Linked DNA regions of Mus musculus: regions 2, 3, 4, 5, 6 and 7 are each linked to region 1. Evidence: chromatin contacts called from public HiCAR-type, capture Hi-C and promoter capture Hi-C data. All regions are on one chromosome and are shown on one strand. Each heading gives the region's core, a stretch centred on a gene start, on an enhancer-like site or on the middle of the called end of the contact. The rest is flanking DNA. Distances are from core to core; before and after follow the strand shown. Region 1 holds the start of Slc41a3 (solute carrier family 41, member 3). Region 2 holds the start of Tpra1 (transmembrane protein, adipocyte asscociated 1). Region 3 holds the start of Abtb1 (ankyrin repeat and BTB (POZ) domain containing 1). Region 4 has its middle 8.0 kb from the start of Gm36268. Region 5 holds the start of Mrps25 (mitochondrial ribosomal protein S25). Region 6 holds the start of Rbsn (rabenosyn, RAB effector). Region 7 holds the start of Podxl2 (podocalyxin-like 2).

Region 1 (3,518 bases), core at 793-3,292:
GACAGCTATGGTGTTACAGAGCTGTAATCCCTACACACGAGTCAAAGACAGGTTTTGTGAGTTTGTGTGTCTGTGTGACTGTCTTTGTGTGTCTGTGTATGGGACACGAAGCATCCTGTGCAAGCGCTCTGTCACTAAGCCACATCTCAGTCCTGAGCCATCACATAACAGGACCTGGACAATCAAGAGTAGCCACCTCACTCATCAGTTTGTCCATCCAACTATCCTTCCATCCATTCCTTCACCAACTCACTCACTTAGGACAAATTCACAGAAAGCCATAGCTTTAGGCACAGGCCATATTTTAAATCCCTGCTCTGCCAACGCAGCATATGTGGCCTTGGGCAAGTGGGCACCTCTAGCCTTCCACTCCATTGGCTCCCTCACCCATGAAAGGGCACCAGCTCTGCACAGCCCAGGCTGCATGCCAGTGAGTGGCAGGCCGAGGACCGAGTCCTAAAGACTGTACTTTCTCCCTTCATTGCCTCTGCTTGTTTATTTGCTGATGTCCCCAAGCCCTGCAGAGTCCCTGCTGACACCCTGCTCTGCTCCTGCCCGCCTCTGGCTACCTCTGTCCTCAGGGAGTACCCGCTTCATGTGAGGTCTAGTGGGTGGTGACCTTGTCCTGCTCTCTGCTCTTTCTAGTCGGCTATCTCTGAGTTTCCCAGAACTCACGTGTTGCCATGTTGGTAGTGAACCTCCTGTTGTCTTTTCTGCCTCTCCTTTTCACTGTCACAGGGCTTTCTGGGTCAGCCTTTAATCAAAGGGTTTGTGATGGAGGGATCAGGGGCTGAGGTCCAGGGTTCTCTTCAAGACTGTGACACCAGTTATTGCTTTTCCCTGTTCTAGTCAGACCTAAGATTCTGCTACCCCCCACCTGCCCACAGTGCCTCAGTCTGGGAATCAAACTCGTTAAACCTTTATGAAACCTTCAAAAGTATGGGCTAAAATAAACCCTTTTCTTTGTATAAGTTGATTTTGTTACAATAAATGAAAGCATATCAACATGGAGTTCAAGGTTCATGGATGGCTATTCCTGGTGACGCCTCCCTCCTACTGTCTTTCTATGTCTCACCTGCATGCACACAGGGAGAATGAGCTGGCAGGGTCTCTTCCTGAGAGGACTCCAGTCGCATTGTGACTGCACCCTGTGACTTCACTTGTTCATTGCTACCTCTTACATAAGCTGGATTGACAAATGCAATCACTTTGGGAGCTTGGAATTCAGCACTATATTTTGACAATGTAAGCCATCCAGTCTGTAAATTCTCCTAACATGTGGAACACTGTCATCTGTTTTTGTTTTGTTTTTCATTTGCTGGGGACAGAATCCAGGAACTGGGCTTGCATCTCCCCGGGCCTTGCCCTGTCATACTTTTTTTGTGTTGTATTCTTCAAAACTACTGTCTTACAGGTCTTGCACATCCGGTTTCTGCAGGTGCAGTTGGCAGCTTAGAATCCAGCCAGGGCTCAGGATTCTTGAATCAGCCAAGAGCCATAAGTGGGGGCACGGGATAGATTGTAGGAGCTGGTGTCCACTGAGGCTCACCACTGCTGGCTGAGTCTTCCAAGGCTGTATCTTGATAAGAGTGAGAGGATCACACATGTTGAAGGACAGAAGAACTTTCATGACACATACACAAGTGTTCAAAGGTGAAATATTCAGAAATGTCAGATTGAAAACTGAACAGGCAAATGTGTATCCTAAGGGAAGCTGGCCCTTGCAGTGTGCTACTGGAGGCTACTCCGTCGCCCAGCCCCGCCCCCGCCCGTGGCCCCGCCCGTGACCCCGCCCTACTCATGGTCCTGTTCCGGGGTCTAGCTTCTTCTTTCTTGGCCCCACCCCAAGCGGCACCGCCTCTGAGGCGTGTCATTGGGTCCTTCGGCACCCAGGGAGCATCCCTGCACACCCCACTGCTCGATCAGAGAGCTGTCCTGACTAAAAGGCTTTAAAAATTGGGTTTTTCAAGCGCCACCTCTGTGGATTGGCCCCGCCCACAACACTCGCCCAGCAACCCTCCCCTCCTGTGGCCCCGCCCCTCTGTCTGGACGCCTAGGCAGGGCGGGGCTGGCCCGCCTGCTGCCCTTCTCGCTTCCTCCCGCCGCAGGCCTCCACAGTGTCCAGCGCGCGCCTGGCCGCCTCGCTTTCGCCGCCGGCCGGGAGAGGACCGGTAAGCGCGGGCAGGAGCTGGACTGGGAGCCGGGGAAGCCAAGGGAAAGCGGAGCGTCAATGGCCCTCGGGATGGGGCGTGGGGCACAGGATCTGTCTTAGGCACACTGGGCGGGTCAGTTTGTGGCATCCTCGCTCCAAAGGTCTGCAGGGACCCGCCCCGCTGATCTCTCTCCCTCTGCCTGTGATGAACCCCAGAGCGCCTGACTCTAGGGGTTATGGTTAACTCCTTCAGCACCCCGAGATCATCCTTGACCACCCTAAGGCAGGCTCAGCGAGCTGTCCCTGCGCTCCAGGTTGTCAAGCTAGAGGTTGTTCAGACTTGAGAAGATCCCTCAGTCTACCAGATCCTTTCTATAAATCTTTTAAAACTCAGGTTTTCAAACTGCTTCTTCGCCACGGAGACCACTTAGAGACGCAGCCATTCCAACCTGACCCAGATATCTAGATGAGCTTGCTCTGCTTCCTGACGCTGGCTGGCCTCATGCTGGTACTATGGTAGCTTAAGAACCACGACTGTAAAGTAGTACAGAAGAGCCTGGAGTCAGGCCAAGTGCCCTGTAAGGAAAATATACTATAGAAGGGTATAGTGATCTCCCCTTATTGCAGGGAGTTACAAACATGTTCCCAAAGAGTGTCTGAATCCTGGAATGATATCCAGACATATAGATTGTTTTCCTAATATACATACCTATGGTAGAGCTTAACTTGTGAACTAGACACAGTAAAAGATGAACACCCCTAAGGTAGGGCAGGTGTAATCATATACTGTGATACAATTGTCACCATCACTATACTTGTGCCATTATTAAGTAGACTAAGCGTTGCTTGGCCAACAGCTCAGCCACCCTAACAACTGTTGAGAGGGTGACTAGCTGATGGGCAGCATCTGCAGCATAGATCCCTATGCCGAGGAGTGCTGCATGTTCTAGGAGGGACAGTGTAGTGTTAACTGAATCGGTCCACCATGCTGCTCAGAACTGAGCACAAAACCTACAAATTCTTTATTTCTAGAAATGTTCTCTTAATATTTTTGGTAGTAAGCAAAACCTCTGAAGGTACCCTAGGATAAAGGGTCTTACAGCGCTCCGTTCATACTCTGAGGTGGATGGTATTTTGCTCTCCCAAGGTCACACATCTGCGAAGAGGAGAAACTGGGATTCGAACCCTGAGTTTGGGTTCCCGTACATTCCCACCGGAATGTTCTATAAAGTCAAGAAGATAAAGTGCAGATGTGCTCTCCTTATTCTACATAGTGGGCAGCTAAGAGGCAACCCATCCATCCCAGAAACTCAGCCCACCCGCCTCGTGTTAGAATCTCCCTGTCTCAGTCAAGTGGGCATCAGTT
Region 2 (3,182 bases), core at 301-2,800, 1.7 Mb before region 1:
ACGATAGTTCTTTATTTTTATTTTTATTTATTTATTTATTTATTTATTTATTTCAGAGACAGGGTTTCTCTGTGTAGCCCTGGCTGTCCTGGAACTCACTCTGTAGACCAGGCTGGCCTCGAACTCAGAAATTCGCCTGCCTCTGCCTCCCAAGTGCTGGGATTAAAGGTGTGTGAGACAATATTTCTGTCTCAGCCTCAAGAGCACTGGGATTACAAACATATCATCCCACCACACCCCGTTTGCTTAGTCCCTAGGCCCTTGTGATTGACAGTGGGGTTTGGGGACAGGTGCTGGAGAAAAGGCTTAGTGGTTATGAGCATGGTTAGAAGCCCTGAGTTCAATTCCTGTGGCCTTTTTGACACCTGGAGGTCAAGGAGGGCCTAGGACATGTATTTTGCTATTATTCCTAAACAGGGCACTGTATTCTCTTGGCAGGAAGTTGGGAGCTCTTGATGGTTTTCAGGGTGGCTGTTACAGACCTTGTAGGCGCAGGCAGGCACAGCCAGCTTCTGTGACTAAGACCAAAATGGACAAATGGGACTAACCTGGAAGTCTCAGGGATGCTAAGTCTCGGACCAATCACAAAGAGGCCCAGAGTCATTCCAGCCCCTGTGTGACCAGGACGGGGCAGTCCTGGGATCCTATAATAAACAGGTGCCTACATCTTTAACCAGCACTGAGGCACCTCTAAGGTGTTGCTGAGACACACTGCCCCCCCCCCCAATGCCTGAGGAAGGGGTAGGCAAGTCAATACCTACTCTTGAGGGAGAGCCCAGGAAGCTCTCTGTGAAGAGAGAATGTGAGAAGACAGGCCCGAGGTTGCATGCAGAGAAGCCCAAGGGCAGCCACAAGTTTGAAAATACATGGCCTATAGGGCAGATCCTGTGGCCGGCCAAAGGTGCACAGGTAAGCAGATGACCTGAGATGAGGCCTCCAAGTTGCCCTGGGGGTGTCCCACAGGGAGGGAAGGCGACAGACAGGAAAGACTGTCCCTCTGGAAGGCACCTGCTTAAGCAAGAGATCTGGTCTGGCCACTTCCTAGCTGGATGGCTTTGGACTTATTCCCTTAACCCCTTCAGGTTTCTTCTGCAAAACGCCACTAATAGCACCCAGCCTTCAGGGTGACTGAGACCAGGACTGGAGCCCTGTAAACGCCAGATCCCTTTGAAGTGGGCAAGCACAGGGCGTCCGAGGAAGGGATGCCCTTCCTTCCCTCCTTCCTAGTCCAGGTGACCAGAGGTCAGTATTTATGGGGCGCCGGTCCCTTAGGCGCCATCCTCAAAGACATAGGGCGACCCGGTCGGAGGACTGGAGCTGTCCGCAGAAAGATGCGGGGCAAAGGCACAGCGTGCTCAGTACGCTTCCCGAAACGCTTTAGGGGTAAGCTGTGCAGAAAAAAAATTCTCCCCTTTGAAGTTTCCGTCACCCACACTTTGCTTTGCTTCGACTGCAGTCCCTTTAAGAGCTCCGCGGGCCGCCTCGCCCATCTGAGGAATTTTATTGGTCTGTTCCACTCCTGTGGGTGGAATCCCGTTACGATAGGCTGCTGGAGGCCGAGGGGGCGGGGATGAGTGCCACAAACAGGGGTTGTGACTGTTTTCACAGTTTTGCTTAGACGAAAAACACTAGCCAAGGCGCCTGAGAGTCGCCGCTGCCAGGGGAGGACCGGGGAAGTCCGCGGGTCCCGTGAGTCCTGCGCGCTGGCGGCGTCCGGCCACCTCTGACCGATCCACGTAGCATCTCAGCTGCGGTTCTTGCGCGACGCTCCCCGGTTCTCGCTACCTCGCAGGGGTCGGAGTCCCGCGGCCTGCGCAGCCCTGCTCTCAGGTAAGCGCGGCCGAGTCCTCATCTCCTGCTCCGCCAAGCTAGCGAGGAGGCCCTGCCCCTGCTCCTTCTTCGGGTTCGGGCCTACCGTCTCCTTCTGTCCCCGTGCCACTTGGGGTACAGCCGCAAGACAACCTTTGAGAAGTTTCTGGGGACCCTAGCGGTCAGGACCGGATCCTGGATGGAGCTGGACACCCGCCGCTCCGGGTGCAGCCAGAGCTCAGCGGCAGCCGGAAAGACCAGCCCATGCTCTGCCTCTGCCTTCCTGGCCTTGCGGAAGGAAGGGCAACTCCACTTAGCTCCGTAGCGAGGAGGGGGTGGTGGGGTCTGGGGTCCAGACACCCCCAATCCTTGTCCAGCCTGGTTGCATTGTGCTGGAAATGTGTGCGCGTCATAGCATTTTTTTGAGATCTTACCTGTTCTAGAGGGTTGGGTCACAAGACCTAGGACAGACAAGACACACAAGCATGTAAATACACCTGCTGCCGATGGAGTCCCAGTTCTATAAACAGCACACCAAAGAACTGGGTGGTGGTGGAGGAATCGGGAGGTGGAGGCAGGGGGGAAATCAGAAGTTCAAGACCTGCCTTGGCTTTTTGCAGAGTTGGAGGCTAGCCTGGGCCCAATGAGACCCTATCTTTAAAAACAATCATTGAAAGAACAACAGCCAGGTGGGCTAGATAAAGTCCACTTAGAGGGGGAGGTAATGAGTCAAATGATGGGATCAAGCTGCGGGTAAGCAAACACAAAGGCCCCTGAGGTAGGGGAGATATAAGTTGGTGGCTAAAGAAGGGCAAGAAGGATTGTCAGGAGGCAGAGGGCAGGTCACCTGGACCATCCCTTCTTCCTGTTGTCCACAGTGGCCTCTTAGGACACAATCTCTCCTCTATCACTGAGGCTGACAGATTCAGAGAGGCATGGAACTTAGCCTCTATCCTCTGGGGATTTCCTATGCTGCTCTGCAGCTAGATTTAGAGGCTTAGCAGCCTAGGAGGGAAGGGAGAGAACTTTGGGGGGCTGCTTGCACTGCTACCTTCTACTGGGTAGGAATCCCATAAAAGAACTCAGAAGGTTTGGGCAATCCCATTGCACAGATGGGAAAGACAAGCTCTCTCAACCTCTCCCAGGGCAGGGAGAGAAGGCCCTTGGGGAGGTGTCTGGGGTGTCCGAACAGGTCCCACCTAGGCCCAACAAGCTAGCCACAGAGGGTAGGAGGAAGGCGAGGCTTGAGTCGTGGGCAGGAGCCTGGCCTCTGGAGAATGCGCTGAGGTCAGAGCTGCCCTTTCAGGTTCACGGGTGGAAGAAACCTTACCTCAGTTCCCCCGGTCTCCAGAGGCCTGGGCTCCTCCATGATG
Region 3 (3,295 bases), core at 406-2,905, 1.8 Mb before region 1:
AGCCAGCAGGTGGGAGACCCAAGGAAGGCAAAGTGAGAGGAGGTCAGAGTGGGTCTCACAATGTAGCCCTGACTAGCTTTGAACTTAAGATAATCCCTGTCTCGACTTTTCTCTCTCCCAATAATTTAATTGCAGGTGTGGGCAACCATGCCCACGTGCTTTTATCCCAAACACTCCCATCAGCTTTGCTGTGGAAAGATCCTCCTGCCTGCAAATATGGAGATCAGAGAGTCAGTTTAGCAGACCAATGGTGGTACAGTACAGGAGACAGCCCCAGAACTGGCCTGGGTGTCAAGGGTAACGTGAGAAAGTGGATAGAGGGTTAGAGAGTACTATGTGTTGACTTTAGGGAGTTAACAAGAAATCAAGGGTGCATACAAACATGGAGCAAGGTCTCAGAGCTTACAGGCAGACCCTGACCCTCTCTCACCATTAGCCAACAGGTAGCGCACCAACTCCTCATGCCCACAGAGGCAGGCATAGTACCTAGGAAAGGGGGAAGCTGTCAGTAGGGTAGGCCCACCCTGCCCACCCAGCTACCCCACCGCTCACACTCACAAAGGGGTGCTGTCCCACTTATCCCGCACGTTCACCTCCACGTCTCGCTGCTCCAGCAGGTACCTGGGCAGGAAGTTCAAAGCCTGGGTCAGAATTGCTTCTCATCTGGGAGAGAGACAACCAGGAAGGGGAAGGAGGCCACATCTCTCTGGGCTAGGGAATGCCTCTGAGAAGGGTAAGGCCTGGGACTACACAGGTCTGCAAGGGTCTGCAACTGTGAGTTGGGTGATGGCTTCATGGACAGAGGCCAAGCCCCAGGTTCAGAAGGCTGAGAATTTGGTCTTTTAATATCTGGGAGAGAGAAGGTGATGGGGCCCCTAATTCAGCCTGGGGAGCCAATGGCAGGGAAGTCAGAAGAAAGCTGATGCAGGCACTGGGGGCGGGGAAGGAGGGGAACAGAACAGATCTATGGAAGAAGTGGAAAAAACAATTGATAAAATGTTGAGGAGAAGAGGTCATGAACCAGAAAGCGATCACTGGGACATGGCAGCCCAAGGAGGCTATCTGAGGCAAGACCTGAACTCTCAGAGCTGCATTCAAATTGAGGGACGGATCATTAACTCTGAGGTGGCATCTGGTGTCGGAGAGAGCTGCAGCTTGGTCACATCTGTTGAGGACCAGGGGACTTGGAAGGAAGGGCCATGGGAGAAAGGAGTCTATCAAAGAAAAGGGTCAGGATCCTTCTCTTCCCTGCCTGCCCACGGAGATCACGGTCTCGGCGCCAGGCTGGTAACTGGCTGCACCAGCGGCGCCTGCGCCTCTTGGAACCTCCACGGAGAGGAGTCGTTTCCCTGCACCGAGCTAAGTAAGGGACCTAGAGCCCGATCTCCCTGACTCGGTCAGCTTCGGGAGCCCCACGGCGCCCAACCCCACACCCGTGCCCGATAAGCCCTGCGGACGCCTGCCCGCCTCCTGCACTTCAGGTTCTCACCGCACACGGCCCACGTCCCCTTTCCTGCAGCTGGCAAACAAGTCGCTGGTATCCATGGCGAAAGAGACTGGACCCCCGGCCGAGTGATCTCGGGAGTCGTCTGTGCCCGGCCGGATGTAAACACTCACCGCCCCGCCCCTCGCGGCACGGCCTAGCTATGCCCGCCTGCGACTCCGCAGCGGCGCCTGCCGCCCGGAGGACCGTCCGGCCCGAACCCCGCCCTCGCATCCAGAAGGCCGCTCCCCAAGGCCGCACCCAGTAACCTTAACCACGCCCACTTAGCCTCTGGGGACTTCTAGCCTTCACCCCGCCCACCCGTCTAGAGGACAACTCAATTCCCCCAGGTTCCGCCCACTCGCCCGAAGAATAGCTCACTACCAAGACCCCGCCTCCTCAGAAGAGCTTCACCGGAAGAGCAGTTCGCTGCAGGCCCCGCCCACATTTCTTGGGATCCGTTCTGAAAACAGCACCTCCCACAGGCTTGGAACGCTTGTCAGTCCTGAGTCTAGCTCGGTTCAGGTCCCGCACATCAGGCCGAGGCCTCGCCCACCAGGACTTTTCCCAGCCTACTTCAGGCTCAGCCCACCCGGCCTGGTTCCACCCAGATGACCTTATACTCCCTACCCTCCGCCCACATATCCCTAACCACGCCCACAAACTCCATGAAATTCCCAGCCCACCCGTCCTTGGCCACGCCCAGCCAGCCTCCCTTGCCCCACCTACTCCTCCAGGCCCATCCCACCCACTCCCCGGAGTGCAGCCCTCGGAAGGCAAAAAACAGGCGTGGAGGCGGAGCGGCCCGCGCGTCTTAGCGGCTTTAATGGAGTCCTGGCGCGGGGAGCGCGCTGGCCTCGGGCAAGCGCTCGGGGCCGGGCAGGGCGGGGTGGGAGCTGCGCCGCGGTCGCCTGCTGCGGTGGGGAAGCATAGTGGTCCGCGTGGAGGACCGGGAGGGGCGCGGGGCCGTGGCGTCGGGCAGTCTCGCGCCCGTGGCCCGGCGCTCACAGGTGAGTGTCCTCCTCGAACACGTCCGAGTCCTCAGGGTCGCGTTTGCTGCCCATGAGCGCGCTCCAGCTGCTCGGGCCGTTGATGGCCCCACCGTTCAGGCTGGGCTGCTTCTCCTGCATCTCCGACTGGCTGTCGCTGGCCACGTCCAGCGTGGGATTGTCGTGGCAGCCGTTCTCCACGAAGCGCAGCTCCTCACCGTGCGACTGCAGCAGCAGGAGAGAGCGCTAGGCGCGCACAGTGGTTGGCCACGCCAAGCCCCCAGGGTACTACTCCCTTGGGGCCCAGGATACAAGTGCCTGCAACTCAAACCTAAACCTCTGCAGGTAAACCCTGTGACCCCCTTGGTGTCACTTGATCCCTTCCAACAGCGCATTATACATGAGACAGCCCACTCAAAGCATACGAGATAGGGCAGAATGTGCAGGGCCTGCCCCCTTTCTCTTGTGCAGGTTGCAGGAGCCTTTGGCTTCTAGGACTGAGGGGAGCAGCTGCTCTCAAGCCTTGCAGAATGGGGCACTGGGGTTAGGAAGAGCTGGAGGAGAGGAGGGATCCCTTGGTGAGACTTAACTCCCCCTCACTGTGTATCTCCTCGAAGACCAGGCTCAGAGAGGGTAGATGGTGGCACTGAGCACAACTGAGTTGGTACAGGTTTCTAGGTGAGGCTCTTGGGTAGCACTGGGTGATACTAGCCACACTCTGCCCTACAGTCCTAAGCCCTCCCTGGCCTACTCACCACGTGTTTGAGCTTGGGCATCCGGCGCTGCCAACAATTGTAGAGTAGGCCAAGCACAATGATGATGA
Region 4 (3,356 bases), core at 485-2,984, 1.7 Mb before region 1:
TTGCACCAATCACCATAAGCCTTACATACAAATAAACATTTGTATTTACACCAATTACAGCAAGCCTTACATGCAAATGATGGTTTGAGTTTGCACCAACCACAGCCTAACTCTTTTCGCTCTAATTAGAGCCAGGGAGGTTTGTGTTTAGGCCACTCACAGCCTTCCTTCTTGCCACCAATCACAGCAGTCCCTCTGCTAGACCACCAGAGGAAGTACTCCTTTCTGGTCTCTAGGAAGAAATGGCTTCAGAATTATTTAGAGTTCACCAAGATTTGTAATAACCAAAGTCTTATACTAAAACAGCCCTGACTAGGCTATACTTTCATGAGCTGTAGCAATCAGCTGCAATTGTGTAGTTTCCTCTAGGCATAAGAGTAATCTGGTTGACTATCTGATAGTCGTTTTGCTCAGAGAAACTAGGGAGGATCTAATAGCTGCTAATTAGGGAGTCAAATTGCTCTTCTCCCCCCTAGTGTCTTTGTTTATTTGCAGGAACATGAACATCAGAGGGGTGTGCTTACAGTAAGAACCTAGAGAATTTATAATTAACAATAATAGTGATTTTTAACAGTGCCCAGCACCATCCCAGCACTCGAGGGTTAGTGGGGTCTCCTCCTCTGTCTCAGGCTTCTCAGAACCATTGTAGCTGTCCACCTGGTGGCTAGGGAGTTGCCACAGTGTCATTGGCCCAACCATTTCAGTCTTATCCTGCCTTTGGCCAAAGGGAATCTGTGTTTGAGCATAGAACACCCAAGCAGGCTGGAAGGCCAGAGAGTGCAGGGAGAAGGTGAACCTTTTCTTCCAATGGCTCCAACACTTCCAGCCCATGGCAGGCAGTGACACTGATAGGGGACACCCAATCCTCAGGCCCTGCCTGGCCAGTGGGCCTAGTAATGTTCCTGATGGCCAAGGTATCAAGTCAGGCCCATTGGTGAAGAGTTGGCTCATCTTCAGCATCTTCAGTCTTTACTGCCCTGATGCCTTGATCACTGAGCTCTGGATTTTGTTTTTGTTCATTTCTTTGCTCACTATGTTGCACTGGCTTGCCAGGAGTTCCCTTTGTAGACCAGGCTGGCCTGGAACTCAGGCTCCTCTGCTTGAGTCTGGGTAATGCTTCCTAGTGGTGAGATGTTTGTCCCAGGTCTCAGGCCAACTCAACCTCAGAGCAGGAGCAGCTGTGGCTATGGACACACCACCACACCCTGCTTTCCCTGGCTGCCCAGGTCACACAGGAACTCCAGTGAGCTACAGCTCCTCCCACATTTTGCTCAGGGGAAAAAGCTTCCAGGCTGGGGAAAGACTTAGTCTGCTCCCACCCATGAGGCAGGCGCAGACGATGGCTGAGCAATTTTAGAGGGAGGGAGAGAAAGCATACAGAGCCCATTATGCAAAACCACAGGAAAGCTTTGAGGGCACCTCCAGGAACCTCTAGCCTAAAAGAAAATACAAAACACTCAGACACACAGACACAGACACACACAGACACACACAGACACACACACACACACTTCAAAGGATTTTAAAATGTGGCACCAAAAAAAGATAAAAGAAAAAAAAACCACACCCTTTGACCTATAAATTCCATCTCTGGGCACGTGGCCGAGGAGAGAATTAAGGACATGTGCCAAGGCTTAGCTTGAAGGAATGTCCCTGCAGAGCAGCCTGTAATAACAAAATGCTGGCAACAGTCTAGACTCCAGTGAGGGAGTGGTTACATCTGCTTTGGCTAGAAAGCACAATGGCATGCTATTCAGCTCTCAAAGGACTGGCAGGGCTGTTTACCCGGGAAGATAAGCATCATTTATTATTGAGCAAAAAAGAAAAGCAGCTTGCAGAGGGAGGAATGTGTAAAGATTGGCATATCAAGATATCATCTGCTAAAGCAGAGAGCTGGAAGTACCCTTAATGTCCAACAAGAGGGGATTCACTGTGAAGTGACACACAGGCTTTCAGGAGAGCCACAGGGGTTCAAGATACATTCTGATGAAGAAGAGACTCCAGACGGAGTGTAATGGAGAGGTATAACAGGCAGAGCCAAGCTTAGAGTGCATGTGTGTGTGTGTGTCCATCTGTCCTTATGTCCACATCTCTCTATATGCATAAAGAAATCTTGCAAGGATTCAGTGGGCGTGCTTATCTTGGGGGCAGGGTGGGAGCCAGGTGTGGAAAGGGATCCTTTCTACTACAGACCCATTATTCCAAGTTCTGTGTGTCCTCTCTTGCAAAGTCTACATTAAAAACAAAAGACCAGACAGCACAGGCATGCGCAGGAGAGCTCCATACAGAGGGGCCCATCCACAGGGCTGCTGAGCACCTGCTCATTTCCTCCACGCGTTTGTCAGAGCACCTGCATCTGTGAGAGTTCTCAGGGCCTCCTCTGTCTAAGGCCTGTGAGAGGCTAGGCTTAAAGGGCTGGGATACTGTGAGGGAGAGCTTGGCTGTGAGCAGGGCCCCCTGGGGGGGGGGAGGGATCTGCCTCTTTGTTCTTGCTGGCTGCCATGCTAATTTTCTGTTAGGCTACTGAGGCTACTGAGAATCACCCCTGTGACACCCTCCACCAGGAACAGAGTGATTAGGTGTCACAATGCTTCCTATTGAATAGAGACCCTCCCCCTGCCCCCCAGTGTGTCTCTAGGAGACCCATGACCTCTTGGCCTCTTCCCTGCCTGAGGAGACTGATGGGAGGGGAAGGGGCACAAAGGCAGGGGCTTGACAGTGCATGGGACCTGCCTGACTGGATGCCGCTCAAAGCAGGGCTCATGGCCAGACCCTGACTTTGGCCCTGTGTGCAGCAGCCCTCTTCCAGCCTGCTGCTCCCAATCTGCAGTTGCTCATTCATGCAGACATTTACTAAATACCTACTATGTGCCAGTCAGTGCTCTAGGCTCTGGTGGTGTATAGAATAGACAGGGCCCCTGTCCTCTGGGCTGTGTTCTACTAGAAATCACAGATAACAGGCAAATAAATAGCCTGGATGAGAAGGGGGGGGGGTGATGTAAAGAGGCTATTGTTAGCTGGGGAGGCAGTGGAGACTAAGGCCATAAAGGAGAGAAGATACAGGCAGAGTTGCTTCCCAACATACCCAGAATGCCAGTTTAGGCAAAACCAAATGTTAGGACTAAACTACGGAGTCCAGGAAGAGTTAGAGGAGGCTGGTCTTGTCTGTGTGTGCTGGGATAGTCCTCTTTGAAGGAGGACAGGTTACCTGCATTGACTCAGAGTGGAAAGGGAACTGCCAGTGTTATTCAGCACAGTAGTGGACATCCCCAGACTCCTGGCCATGGGTCTTCATGGCGTTTGCTGAAGGCTAGGGTGGCTGGACTCCCAGGATACTGTGGAGCAGGGAGGTGGGT
Region 5 (3,384 bases), core at 580-3,079, 1.6 Mb after region 1:
ACATGGAGGTAAAACACTCACATATACATTTTTACAAGCAAGCCAGGTGTGGTGTCACACATCTTTAAACTCAGTAGTCAGGAAGCAGAGATAAGCAAGAAGATCTGTTGTTAGCTGGAAGCTAGCCTGGTTTATAAAGGAGTTCCAGGCCAGCTAGGCACACCGTGAGACCCTATCTCAATTAAAACTTAAGGAAGATTTTACTTGAGGTTGGAGAAATGGCCCAGCAATTAAGAGTGCTTACTGTTCTTCCAGAGGACCTGAGTTCAGTTCCCAGTACCCACATCAAGTGCCTCACAACCACTTGTAACTCCAGTGCCAGAGAATCCAACACCCTCTGGCTTCATGGGCACCTGCACACATATGGTGTAAATAAACTCTCATGACATACAAAACACACACACACAGAGAGAGACAGACAGACAGAGAGAGAGAGAGAGAGAGAGAGAGAGAGAGGTAAAAGGCCAGGTGTGAGCCCTTGCTTGCTGGCTCCAGGCTTACTGACCAGCCTAGCTGAATCCATGAAGCCCAGGCTGAGAGACCCTATTTCAAAAAGAAACCAAGTCAGCCAGCTCCTTAGAAACATTATCTTTGGTTGAATGCTAATGTATCCACACATACACAAACACAGGGTCGGGTGGGGTGGAGACCTTTAAGTAATTACATCAACACAAAACTTGAAAAAGTGAAAGAACTGCTTCTGGGGAGGAAACACTGCCCTGAAAGCTCCACAGCACACCACCCAAAAGCTTGAAGGCAGAACTTGTCAGCAAGTCTCTGTCTTCCCATCCCAAAGCACAGAGCCTTGTGCCCACAAACCAGATAGATATAGATGCACCTACTGGATCAAATGGGCACAAGGTCAGCACCTGTTGCACTCTGCCAGGCACTTTATTCTCCAGCAACCCCACACCACCACCAACACACTGATGTTGTGGTGTTCCGCCTAGGAAAAATGCTGTCAGAAGTTGAGAGAACTTGTGTGATCCCAAGGTCATACAACTAGTTAAGAGGCCTTTGCATATGCATAAACTCCTGACAAGTGGGGAGTAGAGCCCGAACCCTCTGGTCCACCGAGAGGGTTCCAGAGAGCCCTCACCCCAGCAGATCCCAGGCTAGCAAATCTTAGGTCTTGGGGGTCAACTTGACCAGAGAAAATGGCTTGAAGGCGGCTTCTGGCTCTCATGAAGTCAAGGTCTTTGCCACAGGGGCCACTCTCCACCTTGAAAATTATTCTCTTCTCTCTTTCTGATCCGTTCTACAAATCCACTTCTATCTACAGTCATGTTTATCCCGTACTGTGGAAAATCCCAGTACTGAACCCAGCGTTTTGGGCGCTCAATAAATGTGCAGTAAGTTCGGAAGGGTCCAAAGCATTGCTCAGAGATGATAAACGGGTCAATGAAACCTTTCATTCATCAAGTGTCCTAAGCAGCAGCAAGCCATGCTGTGCACAGGTGCGGAAACTTACTACTCCGCTCCCAAGGCGTTCCCCGCGCCACAGCCTCGCACAAGGGGCCAGCCTTCCAGCCGCAACCCATCCCTCCGGTGGAGGAGCACTCGGGTTTCTATCGGGGATCAGTCGGGATGCCCTCCACTGCCTCAGCTTCTTTCACTGAACCCCGAGGGCTGTGACCCACACTGACCTGGCGCCTTCGCCCAGTTCCCCATACGTGTTGTAGTTCACGGTCATGATCTTCACAGACTCCTTGAATACCACGTCCCCGCGACCCAGGTACTGCAGCGTACGGCGGATCGGGAAGCGACCCTTCATCGGCATGGTGGAAGTCAGGAACTCCTCAAGCCGCGGACCAGCGCGGCTCCGGGAATCTTGGGAGGCACTTCCCGGCGGCCAGCGCGGCCGCGGGGCAGCCTGGGACTCGTAGTTTGGGCCCGGGCTCGCAGCCGCCTCAGCGTTGGGAATCAACCTGTCGTTTTTGTCTTCACAGAAACCAATTATCTTCTCCCAAGATCTCCAGTTCTGAAGTGAAGAGCTTGACGGAAAAGTCGCTGTTGATTCAAAGGGAAAACTTATTTGCAAAGGAGGAAAGAGTGGCTTGCTCTGGCGCGTCAGGGTCTGCCTCAAAGGACTCTGCTTAGAGGAGGGGGTCGTTCGCTTGTTAAGAGTGGTTGTGACAGATATGACAAGTCAACAATCAACATGTCACTCTGCGCTGCATTTTTTTTTTTAGGATTTATTTTTACCTTACTGTTTTGCTTGTGTGTTGTGGCTGTGCACCACATACACGCAGTGCCCGCAGAGGCTGGAAGAGGGCGTTGGGTCCCCTGAAATTGACCTTACAGAGCTGTGAACTGCCATGTGGGACCTCTAAAAGAGCAGCAAGTGCACTGAACTGCTAAGCCATTTTTCCAGCCCCACTGTAATTTTTAATCGCTGTTTATGGCTGAAATTAATTTTTCTATAGGATTCTCAAGATTTTTTCCCTTTGTAATTATGTAAATTTTCAACTGACTTCCCAGGCTTCATAGATGAACTGTCTACTGATAAGCCCATTAGAGCATTTTTCATCTGTTAATCTTTTATTCTAGTATTTTTTTTTCAAAACTTAAGTGTTCTTTCCTCTGCTCAAATAATCCAACAATTCTAGACATGTCCTGTGCACACATGAAGGCTGGGGGAAAAGTGTCCTGCTGTGTTTCTGTTCTCTTAGTAAGCTCCAGCAATTGGGATTGTAACCCACACTTCTGGGGTTACAGGCACAGATGATCTCACCTAGATTTTTACATGGATCCTGGGATCAGAACTCAGACCCTCAAGTACTCTTACCCACCGAGCCATCTCCCCAGCTACCAAATTGTAAATTGTTTTAGTTTTTTTTTTTTTACTTTATGTCTATATTTTTTAAAAGATTTATTAATTTTATTTATGAGTACACTGTAGCTGTCTTCAGACACACCAGAAGAGGGCATCGGATTCCATTACAGATGGTTGTGAGCCACTATGTGGGTTCTGGGAATTGAACTCAGGACCTCTGGAAGAACAGTCAGTGCTCTAAACCACTGAGCCATCTCTCCAGCCCCTATGTATGAGTGTTTTGCCTGCATATATGTGAACACATCACTAATAAGCTTCAGCTATAACTACATGTCTGAAGAGGAAGGTAAGCTTCTAGAGCATACCCTTGAGAGTGCAGCAGGCGGCTGCAGGGTATCTAATCACACTGTGAGCCCCACAATGGTGTTACTTACTGGAAAAACCTTTTTTAGTTGTGGTATGGCTCAGTCTCAGCACACACCTTTAATCCAAGAGCTGCTTCAATACTGTAAACGGGATTAAATAAAGTCAACCGTAGATCAAGAGGAGGAACAGCCAATTAACAGGAAATGGACATAGGATTATTAAGAGAAAACCATTGACAGTAA
Region 6 (3,609 bases), core at 1,059-3,558, 1.6 Mb after region 1:
TATAATGCCAGCACTCTGGATGTGTAGGCAGACAGGAGGAACCTGAGCTGGAGGCCAGCCTGGGCTTCACAGTGACATTCCGTTTCAAGAAACCAAAACAAGATCTGACAAGATGGGTAAAGTGTATGCCAGTCAGTGGGTAAAGTATATCCTTCTAAGTCTGATTGCCAGGACCATCCTAAAGGTAGAAGTAGAAAATCAACTCCCAAAGGTTGTCCTCTGATCTTCATATATATACCATACCTAAGTGTGCACACATCATACACACACACACACACACACACACACACATATATATATATATGTACATATGTATATATATATATATATGTACGTATGTATATATATATGTATATATATATGTGTATATATATATATATATATATATGTATATATATATATATATATACCACACCAGAGTGTGCACACATCATACACACACACAAAATATTTTAACAAGTTAATGTCATTTTTTTAAACACCAAAAAGAAAAAATAACAAATACAAACAATAAGCCTTTCAACTTTTCTTTAAAGAGAAGTATTTAAAAAAAAAAATCAAGAGCCAGAGAGATGGCTCAGTGTAAAGGCACTTGCCACCTACCCTGAGTTTGATCACCAGAACTACATAAAAGTGGAAGGAGAGAATACACTTCTGAAAGTTATCCTCTGGCTTCCACACACGCCTGTCCTCTAGCCCCTTCACACAAAATAAATGTATCTTTAAATTAAGATTTTAAAAAAGAAGAAACTTATCAGTGCAGCTTGATAATATGTTCCAGCACTTTGAAAAGTCTGAGGCAGAAGATCCTCACTTGAATCTATGATTTCAAAACCAGTTTGGCCAACATAGCAAACTGTCGCTTAGTTTAGATGAATGGATGGATAAAATTAGTGAAAATTATATTTTGCATTTACAGTGAGTTGATGTGTTTACTAGATTTTATAAATTAGAACAGTGGGGCAGCAGGTCTGATGTTCTCTGCCCTTCAACAGAAAAATCTGATACTTAAACATTTCAGGGCTTAATAACTTACATTTTCTGTCTTATTGGACTACAGCAAAGTCACTGTTGATGTGACCCTGAAAGACTCCTAACCATTGAGAACAAGGATAAAATCATTTCACAGAAGCAAAGAAATCTGTTTCCAAGACTTTAGAGGCCACATATCACAGCACAGAGTGGGAGTTTGTGTAGCTAGAATTGTGGTGTGCTGCAGAGGGCACAGAGGAGGGTACCATCTGGTCCTCAAAGGTGAAGGGTGACAGCAACTCAGAAAATAAATTAAACAGGACGCTAGGTGCCTGTTATTTCCTTTAATTAAGAAATTTGACAGGCGTGGGAGGCAGAAGCAGACAGATACCTGTGAGTTTGAGGCCAGCCTGGTTTACATGTCAAGTTCCAGGCCAGACATAGATACATAGTGAGACCCTTGTCTTGAGATTAAATAAATAAATCGAGAGACTACACACATGCAGACCCATCCCGGAAAGCATCTGAGGCATCACTTAAACAGCCAGCCTCAGGTCCGACCGGTTCTCTCCCCAGCCAGTGGCTGACAGGATCCTCTGGGTGTGACAGCTGCCTCCTCCCCGCCTGCAACTCATCCTGAAGAAAAAGTCAAACAGAAGTCGTCCCCGTGCACCCTGGCCACACATCGCAGCTCAGTTCTCACCCTGGAGAAACGCCCCTTACTCAAGGCAGGCTCCCTCCAGGATGCCTTCACAGCAGCTGCCTGGGGTGCCATAGCCTATACACAAGTGAAGTGACTAACACAAGACAGCAGCCGGGAAGGAGAGCCTGGGATTTTCGCCATCACCACGAGAACTCGGAGAGCGGGATAATAGGGTTCCGCGAATGAAGTGGGGGACCTTAACATAAAGTCACTTAATTAGGTGCCACCACAAACCACCGCAATTGATGCCGCAACCAGAAGGCCAGTTGTGCAAACTCTCGCCTCCAGACTGGATTGAAAAACCCAGCCGGGGGGCTCTGTAGAGATCCGCACGGCCACGCGCACCCGCGGGACGCGACTCTGCGGGACATCACGCAACACGTCACGGCGCGGGCAGAGACCCGCGCGGCGCCGAGGCCCGCAAAGCCTCATCTCCCGACCGCATCGTCATCTCAAACCACACGTCACACCCACCTCAGCCACCGCCGCGCTCTCTGCGACACCCTTTCTCACTCCCTGCGGCTTCCGACAGGCAGTCGGCAGCCTGCCTTTCCACCTCGGGTTCTGACTGCCGGCCTACGAGGTTCCTCAGAGACCAGTGGCAGCCATCGCCATCAGTGGCTCGGCGCTCGACAGGCGCGCCGGGCAGAAACCGGAAGACAGACTGACACGCGGCGGTCGAGCGCCGAGTCCTCGAGCGCACTGAACCTGGAAGAGGATGCTGCGCAGGCGCTGCCGCAACGGGGCGGGCCCAGTAGGAGGAGGTAAACTGCGAAGTTCTCTCAGGTCCTAGCAACACATCGATGTGAAACCCTACACTCGCCCTTCACTCACCCTATAGGTGGGGAAACTGAGACTTTGGCTCTTAAATAATGTGCCTGCAGCGCTAACATTATTTAGAGACCGTTAAAAAGTTTCTGAGATTTTTGCATAAATGCCTTAATACAGCGGTTGTTCTTCCAAAGGACCCAGGTTTGAAAAACTGCTTGTCTGCTACCTATATGCTCTCTTCTGGAGTCCATGGGCACTGCACATGTGGTGCACAGACATGCAGGCAAAACACACATACAAAATTTTGTTTTTTTACTTTTTTGTTGTTGTTGTTAAAAAAAAGTTTCTGAGTGCGAGAGACTAAGTTATGTTCAGCACATTGAGGAGACAGAAAGACGTGGAAATTGAGCCAAAGAAAGTAGAGACGTTGAGGAGTCGTGTCAGGGATTGGAAGTTGGCTCAATTGATCCTGGTTGGGACTCAATTTCCACCACACACCCATGCCTGTAACACCAATACTCTAAGGATGGAGGCAGGAGGACCAAAAATTTAAGTTAATTTTCAATTACATAGCAAGTTCAAGGCCATACTGGGATACATGAAACTCCATCTCAAAAAAGCATAAAAAAGTATGAGGGTAGCTAGATCTCTGCAAAATAAGTGGCATTTATGTATGAGTCAGGGTTCTCTAGAGTCACAGAACTCTATAGTCTATATAGTAAGGGAATTGGTGGATGACTTACAGTCTGTAGTCCAATTCCCAACAATGGTCAGCAGCAGCTGTGAATGGAAGTCCAAGGATCTAGCAGTCACTCAGTCCCACAAGGCAAGCAGTTGAAGAAGAGAGTGTCAATCTTCCTTCTTCCAATGTCCTTATATAGGTCTCCAGCAAAAGGTGTGGCCCAGATTAAAGGTGTCTGCCACCACACCTTTAATCCCAGATAACCTTGACTTGGAGATCTTCCTGTCTTAATCTTCTGGAATTCATAGCCACTGTGCCTCAAGATCTCCATGCCAAGATTCAGGTCAGAAACTTCTATCTCAGCCTCCAGATTAGGATCACTGGTGAGCCTCCCAATTCTGGATTGTAGTTCATCCAGATATAGTCAAGTTGACAACCAGGAATAGCCCCTGCAATTTACAAAAGACAGTATGGCAGATCA
Region 7 (3,582 bases), core at 534-3,033, 1.7 Mb before region 1:
GACACACGTGTGCCTGCACAGAGATGGGGGCATACAAACGGGGTGAGGGAGAGAAGAGGAAAGGAGGGACCCTGATTGTCATCCCACTGGTCACCAGGATGGGGTCATGAGAGTCAGGTCTCCATACTGACTTGCACTGCTGGCAGAGATGGTGTGGTCCCTACCTAGAGAGAGAGAGCAGACCTCCCAGAGCTTTGCAAAGATCTGGGTGGTCTGTGTAGATGTCCCAGGCCAACATCAATAGACACTTCCCCATAAAATGTGCCCAGGGCAGGCACAGCAGTGTGAGGGGTCAGTTACCTCTCTGACTTTTTGTTTTATTTATCTATCTATTTATTTAGAGACAGGGTCTTGCTCTGCAGCCCAGACTGGACTTGGATTCCCAATCCTCCTGCCCCTTAGGTTCCAAAGAGCTGGAATTACAGTTAAGTACAACCCTAATCAGCGTTCTCCCACCTCCGCCCTTCTCCAGACATTTTCCTGGTGTTCTATCATTGACAGTCTCAAAGTAAGGGCCCACCACCTATTCATATCAAACAAGGTCTTCACCTGACTTCACATAGACGCCTCCTCGAATTTGTATACATTACACTGGGTGGGTTTTGGTGGGGTAACTGCCTGAGCACTAGTGGCCAGTCCCATGCCTGTCTCCACTGGAGGGGAAGCGACGCAGTCGAGGACACGCGTTCACCAAGTCTTGTAGCCCACCCAGCCCAGCACCCTGCTCCTGCCCCAGGCCCACCTTAGGACAGGGTCCCAGCTCCGATCTTCCCTGAGAAAGCTGCTCTCCCATGTCCTGGTCTGACCCACCTTTGCAGTCAGCCTTCCTCCCTCCCCTTCTGTGGTGGCGGCTTGCCTCTGAGCCTGTCAAGCTTTTGTGCCCGCCCCCTACACTCGCACACACCCCTGAATCCCATGTCTACCCTGAGAAGCTGTCTCTTTCTCCCTCACACACATATTTCTTACCTGCCTCAGGCCCCGACCTGTCACACGCCCACACTAACGAGGTATCCGGAGTGACTGCTGAATGAAAACCACGTACCCGAGTCTCACACACAGCCCCATATGGCGGCAGTCGCTGTCGCAGACCTACCCCTTTGTCAGCTCCTAATAAAGTTGCCCCGCGCAGTCGAGGACACGCGTTCACAACGACACGCACACGCCTTCCCAGGCAAGCTCCACGCACATGTAAACATCCACCTCGGCCACGCAGCTCTTTCTTTCTCGGCCCTCGGCATCCCCGGCCCACGCGCTTTGGGTACCCGCCGGACCTTTACGATGCGATTTCTCCAAGGGTGTCACCCGTGCGCTCTCGCCTCCCTGCTGAGCTTCTCTACACCCTCGCGCGCACACACGCACACGCCCCTCTGCTCCTTGGCCGCAGACTGGTCACCTGTCACCTGTCACCTGGCGAGGGGTGGGGCGCGGACACCCTGGTGCAGCGGCCCCGCCGCCGCCGTCCTCGAGCGCGCGCGTGGCACGGAGCATCCAGCGCCCAGGACAGGGCGCCTGGGGGGTCCCCGCGCCAGGCCCCGCGCCGCCGCCTCCTCCCCGCGCGCGGCCGACCCCGCGCGCCCCACAGCCTTTGTTCTGCGGCGCTGCCAGCACTGGCCCGTGGCGCGCTGCGCCCTCGCGGCTTGGCCCGGCCCCACTCACCGGCGGCCAGCAGCAACAGCAGCGGCGGCGGCAGTCGGGCGGCCCGCAGCGGCCGGGCCATGGTGCAGCGTTGCCGCCCGCAGCCGCAGCGCCGCGGCGCCCGGGCCGGCCTCGGGGGCGCGCAAAGCGAAGGCGGCGGCGCGCGTGCGCCCCGTTGGCCTGCGTACCCGCCACTCACGCGCTCATCCGCCCAATCGATGCAGCGGAGGGATCGGGGGCGGGACCCTATTGCGGAGTCCGGCTTCGCACCTGCACCTCGGGCCTCGAGCACTTCGCCACCCGGGGGGGGGGACCTCCCTGGGAAGCGGGTCCCGAACCTTTTGTGCAGCAGACCGGGCCCCAGTTACAGCGAAGGAGACAGAGGCCAGGATCAGCAGGGACCTGTTGGGGCACGTGGCCTGGGGATCCTGAAGGCCGGAGAGGACCAGGCTTTGGTGAAGGGACTGGGCAAGAGCAGAGAGCTGAACTCTGTGCCGGGTGTAGTTTATTTTCATTTTATGTGTGTGAATGTTTTCCCTACATGTACATATGTGCACCACGTGCGTGTTTGAAGTCCACTGATGGTTGTTGAGCCACCATGTGGGTGCTGGGAACTGAACTTGGGTCAGTCCATGCTCTTAACCTCTGACCCACTACAGCTTCCAGGGGTAGTTTAGACCCCCAATTTCCAGTTGGCTTTCACAGCCTGAGGAGATTTGTCCTTGTCTTCAGACATCTTGTGGGAGTCACCTTTCTCTCTAGCCAGCGCTTCTCCTTGACTTCAAGTTTCTTTTTGTGCCAATATGGCAAATCCGACAGGCATTGCTCTTCCTAAGTGTCAGGAGGGCAGGAACATTCCTCAGCATGTTCCAGAGCCACAAGTGTAGGAAGGCAGGTTAAGCACAAACGGAGGCAGAGGGGACCTTCTATGGAGACATTTATAGGATGCATGGATGTTGGGTAAGCTGGGTTTTGGCGAAACCATTCTAGATACAGAGAGAAACTGTGGCAATTCTCAGATAGAAAGATGTCTCACTTCTTTAAGTGACAGTGAAAACACTGACTGAAGCGTGACTGTCCCACGCCTGTAATATTTGTACCGCACTAGAAGGGATTCAGGTTAAGACCAGGGCAGTCTGAGCGACATAAGATTGTCTGGTGGGGGAGGGGAGCTAGAGAGACAGCTCCGCACAGAGTTTGTGGCTCTTGGAGGACCCAGATTTGGTTCCCAGCACCCACACTTGCTACTGTCTGTAACTCCAGCTCCAGGAAACCCAGTGCCTAGTCTTCTACTAGATTGAATCAGTCTGTACTTAAAGGCATGCTGTGTTGGGAGAGAGACTCTAGGTTTGTGTTTTAAAAAAGAAGAAAAGGCTTTGGACTCCTTCCGAAATAATAAGGATCAGACTTGACAGAGGGCGACTCCCTGAAGATCTTGGCTACAGACAAGAAGAGGAAGACTGGCAAGATCAACAAGATGGGTAATGTATACACTGATCCCTATACTTGGGGACAGCTCTGGGACTTAAATGTCTATATACAGACAACAAATTGTATTGACTACAAAATTCTCAGGGCTTATTATGACATACCATCTTTTCAGATAGTGTAAATGGAGATTTGAGTTTGATTATATGATCAGACTAACTTCTAAAGAAAGACAGTTGTCTTTCACCTGTTCAAACAGCAGAAAATCATTCTTAATTGATCTCCGCACCCCGCACTTTCAATGCAAATGTCGATAAGGTTTGTATATTGCAGAATGGAAGACCAAGAAGGCAGCCCTGACAGGATTCACCCTCGAGGATCCTGAGCTACTGAGACCTACTGTTCCAGCTTCTTGCTTGATCCTACTTCAGCTGTATCAAAGCTATTTCCTCTAAAGACTTGCTTCCGGGACATTTTCAGAATAATTAGCTCACTTGGCCCAGCCTTTCAGACTGTTCC

Evidence for each region. Promoter capture Hi-C pulls out the DNA fragments that hold promoters and counts their contacts. HiCAR-type assays count read pairs that join an accessible place to other places. Capture Hi-C pulls out chosen DNA fragments and counts their contacts.
Region 2: a capture Hi-C map of embryonic stem cells shows a contact between it and region 1, with 4 times the contacts expected there. The contact joins the promoter of Tpra1 here to the promoter of Slc41a3 in region 1. A contact is called at or near these places in 5 of 39 promoter capture datasets (cranial neural crest, frontonasal cranial neural crest, hippocampal neurons and 2 more), 3 of 484 Hi-C or Micro-C datasets (B cells, CD4 T cells and the G1E-ER4 cell line), 4 of 115 datasets of contacts at active chromatin or transcription factors (astrocytes, embryonic forebrain, kidney and 1 more) and 3 of 9 other capture datasets (adipose tissue, embryonic stem cells and liver).
Region 3: a promoter capture Hi-C map of liver shows a contact between it and region 1, with 3 times the contacts expected there. The contact joins the promoter of Abtb1 here to the promoter of Slc41a3 in region 1. A contact is called at or near these places in 3 of 9 other capture datasets (adipose tissue, liver and pancreatic islet).
Region 4: a contact with region 1 is called in a promoter capture Hi-C map of stem cell-derived epiblast-like cells, with 4 times the contacts expected there. The contact joins the enhancer-like site here to the promoter of Slc41a3 in region 1. A contact is called at or near these places in 7 of 39 promoter capture datasets (3T3-L1-derived adipocytes, cranial neural crest, frontonasal cranial neural crest and 4 more) and 1 of 115 datasets of contacts at active chromatin or transcription factors (pancreatic cancer cells).
Region 5: a contact with region 1 is called in a promoter capture Hi-C map of pre-B cells, with 6 times the contacts expected there. The contact joins the promoter of Mrps25 here to the promoter of Slc41a3 in region 1. A contact is called at or near these places in 2 of 39 promoter capture datasets (hematopoietic stem and progenitor cells and pre-B cells).
Region 6: a promoter capture Hi-C map of adipose tissue shows a contact between it and region 1, with 4 times the contacts expected there. The contact joins the promoter of Rbsn here to the promoter of Slc41a3 in region 1. A contact is called at or near these places in 1 of 39 promoter capture datasets (pre-B cells) and 2 of 9 other capture datasets (adipose tissue and liver).
Region 7: a contact with region 1 is called in a HiCAR-type map of astrocytes, with 4 times the contacts expected there. The contact joins the promoter of Podxl2 here to the promoter of Slc41a3 in region 1. A contact is called at or near these places in 2 of 39 promoter capture datasets (the 3T3-L1 cell line and hippocampal neurons) and 3 of 115 datasets of contacts at active chromatin or transcription factors (astrocytes, embryonic forebrain and fetal liver).

The regions. Positions count from the first base shown.
Region 1 is chr6:90,602,838-90,606,355 of GRCm38.p6, forward strand. It overlaps Slc41a3 (solute carrier family 41, member 3), which reads left to right and starts at 2,043. Exons shown (of 11, transcript NM_027868.2): 1 at 2,043-2,171.
Region 2 is chr6:88,900,701-88,903,882 of GRCm38.p6, forward strand. It overlaps Tpra1 (transmembrane protein, adipocyte asscociated 1), which reads left to right and starts at 1,551. Exons shown (of 12, transcript NM_011906.2): 1 at 1,551-1,830.
Region 3 is chr6:88,840,280-88,843,574 of GRCm38.p6, forward strand. Abtb1 (ankyrin repeat and BTB (POZ) domain containing 1) reads right to left here and starts at 1,656. Exons shown (of 12, transcript NM_030251.3): 1 at 1,490-1,656; 2 at 559-621; 3 at 431-486. The coding sequence starts at 1,545. Podxl2 (podocalyxin-like 2) reads right to left here. Exons shown (of 8, transcript NM_001347327.2): 7 at 3,228-3,295; 8 at 2,278-2,697. The coding sequence ends at 2,488. Gm15612 (predicted gene 15612) reads left to right here and starts at 2,575. Exons shown (of 3, transcript NR_045880.1): 1 at 2,575-2,817; 2 at 3,202-3,295.
Region 4 is chr6:88,923,422-88,926,777 of GRCm38.p6, forward strand. No RefSeq gene overlaps it. Among named protein-coding and RNA genes, the nearest start is that of Gm36268, 8.0 kb to the left of the region's middle. Within about 2 kb of position 1,735, at least 227 of the 459 cell types and tissues checked have an H3K27ac peak or open chromatin away from gene starts, as enhancers often do. A contact at or near this core is called in 3T3-L1-derived adipocytes, pancreatic cancer cells and stem cell-derived epiblast-like cells, where this site is marked.
Region 5 is chr6:92,182,194-92,185,577 of GRCm38.p6, forward strand. It overlaps Mrps25 (mitochondrial ribosomal protein S25), which reads right to left and starts at 1,830. Exons shown (of 4, transcript NM_025578.4): 1 at 1,647-1,830. The coding sequence starts at 1,780.
Region 6 is chr6:92,212,562-92,216,170 of GRCm38.p6, forward strand. It overlaps Rbsn (rabenosyn, RAB effector), which reads right to left and starts at 2,309. Exons shown (of 12, transcript NM_030081.3): 1 at 2,150-2,309.
Region 7 is chr6:88,873,263-88,876,844 of GRCm38.p6, forward strand. Podxl2 (podocalyxin-like 2) reads right to left here and starts at 1,784. Exons shown (of 8, transcript NM_001347327.2): 1 at 1,657-1,784. The coding sequence starts at 1,717.